Linked DNA regions of Capsicum annuum: region 2 is linked to region 1. The links are chromatin contacts, called in public Hi-C maps. All regions are on one chromosome and are shown on one strand. Each heading gives the region's core, a stretch centred on a gene start, on an enhancer-like site or on the middle of the called end of the contact. The rest is flanking DNA. Distances are from core to core; before and after follow the strand shown.

What was found. Hi-C and Micro-C count contacts between places; a contact is called where the count stands out from the background.
Region 2: a contact with region 1 is called in a Hi-C map of placenta, with 4 times the contacts expected there. The contact joins two enhancer-like sites. A contact is called at or near these places in 2 of 5 Hi-C or Micro-C datasets (leaf and placenta).

What each region holds. Positions count from the first base shown.
Region 1 is chr2:105,402,121-105,405,556 of UCD10Xv1.1, forward strand. It overlaps LOC107858894 (V-type proton ATPase subunit F), which reads left to right. Exons shown (of 5, transcript XM_016703699.2): 5 at 1-121. Among protein-coding and RNA genes, the nearest start is that of LOC107858894, 9.1 kb to the left of the region's middle. Within about 2 kb of position 2,056, at least 3 of the 5 cell types and tissues checked have an H3K27ac peak or open chromatin away from gene starts, as enhancers often do.
Region 2 is chr2:105,542,590-105,546,543 of UCD10Xv1.1, forward strand. It overlaps LOC107858897 (copper-transporting ATPase RAN1), which reads right to left. Exons shown (of 9, transcript XM_016703701.2): 7 at 3,746-3,946; 8 at 3,382-3,639; 9 at 1,889-2,564. The coding sequence ends at 2,088. Among protein-coding and RNA genes, the nearest start is that of LOC107858897, 9.3 kb to the right of the region's middle. Within about 2 kb of position 1,877, at least 4 of the 5 cell types and tissues checked have an H3K27ac peak or open chromatin away from gene starts, as enhancers often do.

The sequences.
Region 1 (3,436 bases), core at 806-3,305:
TAAGTCAGTTGCCGTTGGCTTCTGTTCTTTGGGAGGTTCAATTGATATTATGGATGATTGTTCTTGAAGAGGAATCGAGTAGAATATGGGGAATGCATCAATTTTCTGCTTTTTGATCTCACAGTGATTGTGCAAATTTCTTGCTAGCTAAAGAATGTACTCTTGTTTTTGGTTGAGTCAACTACTCACTTCTGTAAGTGACAACTTGTTACTTTGTGCTAAAAAGTGACAAACGCCTCCCCCCGCCCCCCCGCTTCCTCACCTACAGTCACACATAAAAAGAAGTTAAAAAGCAAGAATATTTACTACAGCGAGGCGCATCTTGTGCAGGGTGTGGTCTAATGATCAATGAAATGTTGAGAATCATAAGGTCTTAAGTCCAAATTTTTATAGAGGTAAAAACACTAGCTGATTTCTTTTCATGTTTTACCTTCGGTGGACAGAGTAATCTCTAATCTGATACGTATTTTTAAGAGATGGCATGTATTCGATGAAATTATCGAGTTTTCTTTTTTGGTACCAATCTTTATTTACTACAAGCTGATTCAGTCACCACCATGGTGGTTGGAAAAAAATGAGATGCATCCTGTAGATTCAGATGCACTTGAGCAAAACAATTGATTCTCTTCTTACACGGAATTAAAAGTTATTTTGGACTCACATTGGCTCCTGAACTAACAAATTAGCTTCATTCTGACCCTTCTGTTAATTAAAAGTTGGTATTTATGTTATTTATACAAAACAAAATACACCTAAAGTTTTTGGGACATAAAATCGTTTTGTGGATTTAATTGAGCTGCTTGTTTTTGACTAAAGTTATGTATAGATATTTAAGAACTTAAGATGTGTACACAAATAAAATAACTCTAAAGAGAAACAAAACAAGACATGGGCACGACTCATGAGTCTATGACTAATTAAAAACTCAGAAATCACATTAAATCAAGATATGATACTGATATCACAATTTGATGATGACGTCAAATAGGATAAATTTAATATATACATGAATAACATTTTCTTTTAACTCGGTACTTACAAATCCAAGAAGAGAAAAAACACTATTGAAAATGGGAAGAAAAATTGAGTTGTTGATCCTCAACAAAATCTTTCCCATTCTTTTCTTCTTCCAAAAGAGTTAAAATGGAGAAAAAAAAAAAAAAAAAAAAAAAGACTATTAAAAATGGGAAGAAAAATTGAGTTGTTGATCCTCAAAATCTTTCCCACTCTTTTCTTCTTGCAAAAAAGTTAAAATGAAAAAAAGAATAAACCATGCACTAAATTAAAAGATAGCCATCTTGATCCCAAATGTTTTCAGTAGAATCAGTAATTAACTGATCATCTCCAGTAAAATCACATAGACACAGATTCTCCAATTCAAAATCATCTAAGCTCAAAATATCCATCCTTGGACTACTACTAGAATTCGTGGTTGAAGTTGAACCAAATATTCCATTTTGATCAGTTGATAACATACCCTTTTGTTCTTCAATAATATTTGCCACCTTATTCTCCTTGCTACTCTTAGGATTGCAGTTATAACAGTCATATCCAAATGAAGACACATGAGTAGTTGAATCATCTGCATCATAATCATCGTTCTCCTCCAGTCCAAAATTTAAATTTATTGGACCTTTATGAGCTCCTAAGAAAGTATTAGCAGTGTGACATCCTGTAAATTGTTGCACTAGAGCTCGAAAATTCGAGGCATCTGCATTGAGGTGTGTGGTTGGAGTTTTCTTTGATGCTCGAGATCTTCTTCTAATTGGCTTCTTTATGCTACCATTTTTAGGACTTAGCTCATGACTACACAAAGAGTTTGTAGGACTTAAGGTTGTTGTTGTTGTTGTAGTAGTAGTGTCACAGTTTAAGGTTGTTCTTGTCATTTGGTTGGAGCTTTGCATGGTTTTTTATTGTGAGCTGTGACCATTCAAGTGGTATATTAGCTCCTTCTGTTTGTTGTGAAGAAATGGGAGAAGCCTAAGCAAGATAGTATATATAGTGGGGCTTTTGGTTAAAGGTAGGATAAATAATTAAACCTGGATGTTGACTATTATTTTTAATTTTTTTTTGGTTTTCTTGGGGGTGGGATTAAGTAAGACCAAAGATATTGATGAAGGTATGTTTCGTGGAAAGAACATGGATAGATTATGATATATGTGAATACGTCATTCATCTACTTTTCTTATGAGTATTATTTTAGAGCACTTATATAACAGAGAGAATGATGATAATTATTTCAAAGAATAGATGAAAATTTTATGTGGAACTTTGTTGTGTGTGTGTGTGTGTTTTTTTTTGAGTATTGTTGGGTGTTGAAGTGGTGGAGGGGTAAGGGAAGTAACGACGGTCCGGTCTTCCCATGATGTTTTTAGTAGCCGTTTGGCCATTGACATTTTTTCACCTTTTTCCGAAAAATTATTTCATTTTAGTGAAAAAAAAATTAAAATCACAGTGTTTGACCATGAAAATTCTAAATATAATGGAAAAGTAAAAACAAAAAAAAAACTTATTTTCATTTTTTTCACTCCCACTTCTTTCACAAAATTTCAGGAACAACTTTAATTTATATTTACGGTCAAACACAACTCCAACTCCAACTCCAATTCCAATTCCAACTCTATTTTTAACTCCAGAAAATTATGTTTTCATAGCCAAACGGGGCCAAGAGTTGAGAGAATCAATTGTTACTGTGCTGATTGATTTAAAACATGATACATTCGTGGTTGAAAAAGACGAGATGCATAATTTTGCAAAGTTCAAAAAGAAAATTTGAATCATTTTGTATAGTTTCAGTTCAAATTTGACCCTATTCACTTATAAAACAAGCTCATATATTGTGCAACTTTCGTTGTTGGTGAATAAGAACATAATTGAACAAAGTTAGTAATATTAACTCATTTGACTCGAACTATTAATAGAGGGTAATTTTGAACCATTTCATAGAATTTAACTAAATTTGAACTTCTTCTCTACTTATAAATTAAATTTAAAACACGTATTGTTGAACTAAGTACAATTTCAAAAGCCCACAAAATACATGTCTTGTATTTACTTGTTTAGAACTAATTAACCATCCTTAATTATCTCCGCGTTGTAATGAAAGGTGCATGTGCTACTTGAAGATTGCGATAGACTTACTAATAATTTGTCTAACATTAATTTTTATTTAGTGAAAATGATTAACAAGTACTCATAGCATATATTATATGATTTTGTTATCTAATGGTTGACCATTTACATTGACACGCAACCCATTCATTTGATAGTAAACGATAGGCTGAACAAAGCAAATCGAAAATCAAACCAAATCGTAAATTGAATGAAATTGGAAAAAAATTCGATTAATGATTTAGTTTTGAAATAAAAAAATCGATTATAATTGATTTAGTTTGGTTTAAACTAAAAAGAGTCAAATCAATCCGAACCAATCCGA
Region 2 (3,954 bases), core at 627-3,126, 140 kb after region 1:
CTTCACCTATATCCCCTCTGTCAAGGATGATATGGACTCAAAGGTAATTGAGGTTTGCAATCCCTAATTTTTAGTTAAAACATGGAATGAATGCAAAACACGTAGCAAATACCTAATTAGGAAGACAAATAAGCAAAACTCATGTACTAATCACAACCTATTCAAGCATAACCCCAAGATGAAGAATTAGCTACTCATATAGAGAGAAAATAGAGATTTAACCAAATTTTCTTCAAACTGATCCATAGAAAGTAAAGCGAATACAATATTCAAGCTTTAGTTTCAATAAATCTTCAATAAAAACTACTAATCCTTCACCTGAAAATCACTCTAATGTTTCTTAGCTCAAGAATAGTTCAACAATAGTTCAATAATGGGAGAAATGAGCTTAAACCCCCTTTTTGATCCCAAATTTTCGTTTTTTAGATATTACGAAAATATAACCGCACTGTTGATCTACTTGAGCAGATTCAAAGTACATTGGGAGCATCCTAGGCACAGATGGGGCACACCTTGGGCGCAGATAACACTGGTTGGGCCATTTTGGCCACCTGCGCACCACGTGTACGATGGCCTCCCGACACGTCCCTGTGAACTTTAATGCTCCTTTTTCTTATATTTGACCTCCCATTGACTTGAATGACTTGATCATCAGCACAAATGAGCATTATACATGAGAATAACACCAAATCAATGAAAAAACAGGATAATTTAAATTTAAAAAGTGCCAACAAGTCGTCAAATTGATGACTTATCAGCTCCTCGATTCACTTCTGTTGCGAAGACTTTTTCATGATTAGTTGGTTCCTGACATACTAGTAGGTACATAACAAGCCTTTTCTTTCTTCATAAATCAAGAGATTCGGAAAGCTTTGATGCGAGGAAAGTTAATTTATAAAGACAGATTAATTCTTTCTCTTCTGTCTATTGCTTTATCTAAGCTCCAGTTAACCCAGTCGTCTGAGGATTCGCCGTGGTTCATTGTTGTGCTTACACACAAGGCTACCTCTCCTCTCCCACAAAAAAATGTAAAATATTTTTTAAATTTTAAAATTTATTTTTAAAAAAATCTTACCTCACCTCCTACCATCTACCTTAACCCCCTCCCCACCCACCCACACACCCACACACCCCAAAAAAAGTAAAAAAAATAAATAAATTATTTTTTAAAGAAATTCCAAAAAAAAATTCATATCCCACCCCTACCCCAACCCCCCAAAAATTATTTTTTAAAAAATTTTCAAAAAAAAATTCTTTTCCACCCCTCTTATCCTATTCGTTCTCATTGTTTTATGTTAAATATATAAAAATGTTTTTAGAAAATATTTTCCTATTTACATTAAAAACAGAAGAATTTTTTTTGGTTAGGTGTGTGCTCAACTATTTGTTACTAATGCACCTGCCTTGGTTGGCCTATTTAATCATTCATGCAACTTCAAAGCAACTCCCATCGTTTGAGCAATGCCTTATTTGAACTGGATTTGTCGAGATGTTGGATATGTAAGAAATATTTTCTTTTTTTAGAGCTGTTTATCAATACAAGAGGTGAAGAGTTTGAACAGCAATAACAATCCAGTGGCCAGTGTAATCTCAAAGGTGAGCTATAGGAAGGATAGAGCGTACGCAAATCTCCCCTACCCCATAGAGGTTGAGAGCAAAATAGTGCCTGGACAAAATTCATTTTACGTTACTCACACACTTTTAAGCTCATTTGACAATTCAATAAATGGGTGTCATGAGCGTATTGGCATGCAATATGAAATCTTTTTTTGTGTAAAGCTGGTATTGCAAAGATAGTTTGCTCATACAGGCTGTGATTAACATTACTGTACTAGATATATTATGAGCTGACCCGATAGTGTAAAAGTTCTCTTACACCTCAACAGTATAGAAGTTAAAGCTCATAAAAAGAAATGCTCTTTCAGAGAGAACTTACAAACAGGCAGCATTTACATTGAAAGGGTGGAAAATTCACCCCATGTATGAAACCAAAAAGAAGAAAAAGGTTAAGGAATACACAAATCCGAGTTGATCCTAATGCCTACTGTTTTTTTTGTTTTTTGGCTGTTCATACTTTGCCCTCATTCCTATTCTATAGTTATTTCCAATATAGTGGTAAGTCTGGGCTTCTTGTACCTCTTTAGATACAGAGATGAACATACAACACTTACAGATGACATTGCCATGCATGCACCAGCCACCCATGGTGGCAACCCAAGCTTTAGCAAAGGAAAGAAAACCCCGGCAGCCACGGGGATGGCAATCACATTGTATGCCATGGCGAAGATGTAGTTCCACCTAATCCGTGCAAATGTCTTTCTCGAGAGGTCTATGGCAATGATGACATCCTCCAAGTTGCTCCTCATTAACACATATTCAGCAGCTTCTATTGCAATGTCGGTTCCAGCTCCAATTGCCATACCAACATCAGCAGCAGCTAATGCAGGTGAATCATTGATCCCATCACCTACCATAGCAACTACACTGCCACCCTTTTGAAATGAACGGACGACCTCAGCTTTTCCTGCTGGCAATACCTCTGCTCTAACGTCCTGAATGCCGACCTGCAGTTCAAAACGGCATCCAAAGGGGTCATGTGTATGCCCAGATTTGGCGGAGAGTCTTAACACTACACAGTAAATTGCATTAACAAAGTTTAACAGTACTACATCTATCCATCCCCTCTTCAAGCAACAGCCTTACTGCATCTGACAGGATCAACAACAACATACCCAGTGTATTCCCACATAGTGGAGTGGGGTCTGGGGAGGGTAGAGTGTACGCAGACCATACCACTACCTCAGGTGAAGTAGAGAGGCTGTTTCCAATAGACCCCCGGCTTAGAACCAATAACATAATAACAAACACAAAAGATAAGAATAAGAAACTATCTCACCACATCTGACAGGATATTATCACAATTATCCTCATACCCCCAACCCTCCTAGAAAGAATATAGAAACCCCTCTCCCCCTCTCCCTCAGAATTTTCTTGAAAGCCCGAGTCTACTCAAGGAAGACAAACTGAAAGCTGCGAATTACTACAAGAAAATCATCTCTTTCAAAGAAAAAATGGTAACAGCAATTGGAGTTCTCACTATGACACCAGGAAGTCTGACTCCGGTGGTTCCAAATAGTTCACAATGCAGTGGCGTCAAAGAAAGAAAGGTAGAACAAAACCTCAGACTGTTCTTATTTTATCTCTGGACGGGTAAAGCTGATTTCAAGCTGGTTGGAGGAGTGGGGACAGGAAATTGAAGAAAGGACCCCAAATGATAACTTCTGAAAGTTTAAGTTAGGTTACCAATTTATCTATACCCAGTTTGTAAACTAATATTTAAGTGCAGAAGAAAATTCTTATCAGAAGGATGAAGCTTCAAACCTCCTTAGCAACTGCACGAGCTGTTCTCCAATTATCACCAGTAACCATGATTGGTTTGACGCCCATTTTTATAAGGCCCTCTACAACAACAGCCGCTTCTCTCTTTAGTGGGTCTGCTATCCCCAGAGCTCCTATTACACTATTATCCCGAACAACAAGAATGCCAGTCCTTGCACTTTCTTCCAACTCTACGACAAAATTCTCTACGTTGGAAGGTATAGTTATCCCATGTTCGGTAAGCAGCTTCCGGTTACCAACCTGTGCATGAGCATAAAGATGAGAAATAAAGACTCTTTCCTGATTAGAGATTAAGAAATTAACCACCTCTCTAGAATCTGTGAACATCATGTTATTGAAAACTCACCAAAACCCATTTCCCATCGATGGAGCACTGTATACCTTTTCCAGGCAAAACAGAGAAATCTGATACATCATGAAGCCATCCAGAAAACTTAGCCTGTTCGCTGTAAGTTTGAAACTCGCTGGTATTAGAAGGTTCATCAAAGAAATGGAAATGACGAGCATATTCCAGGATGGCTTTAGCCAAGGGGTGTTCACTGCTAGCCTGCATCA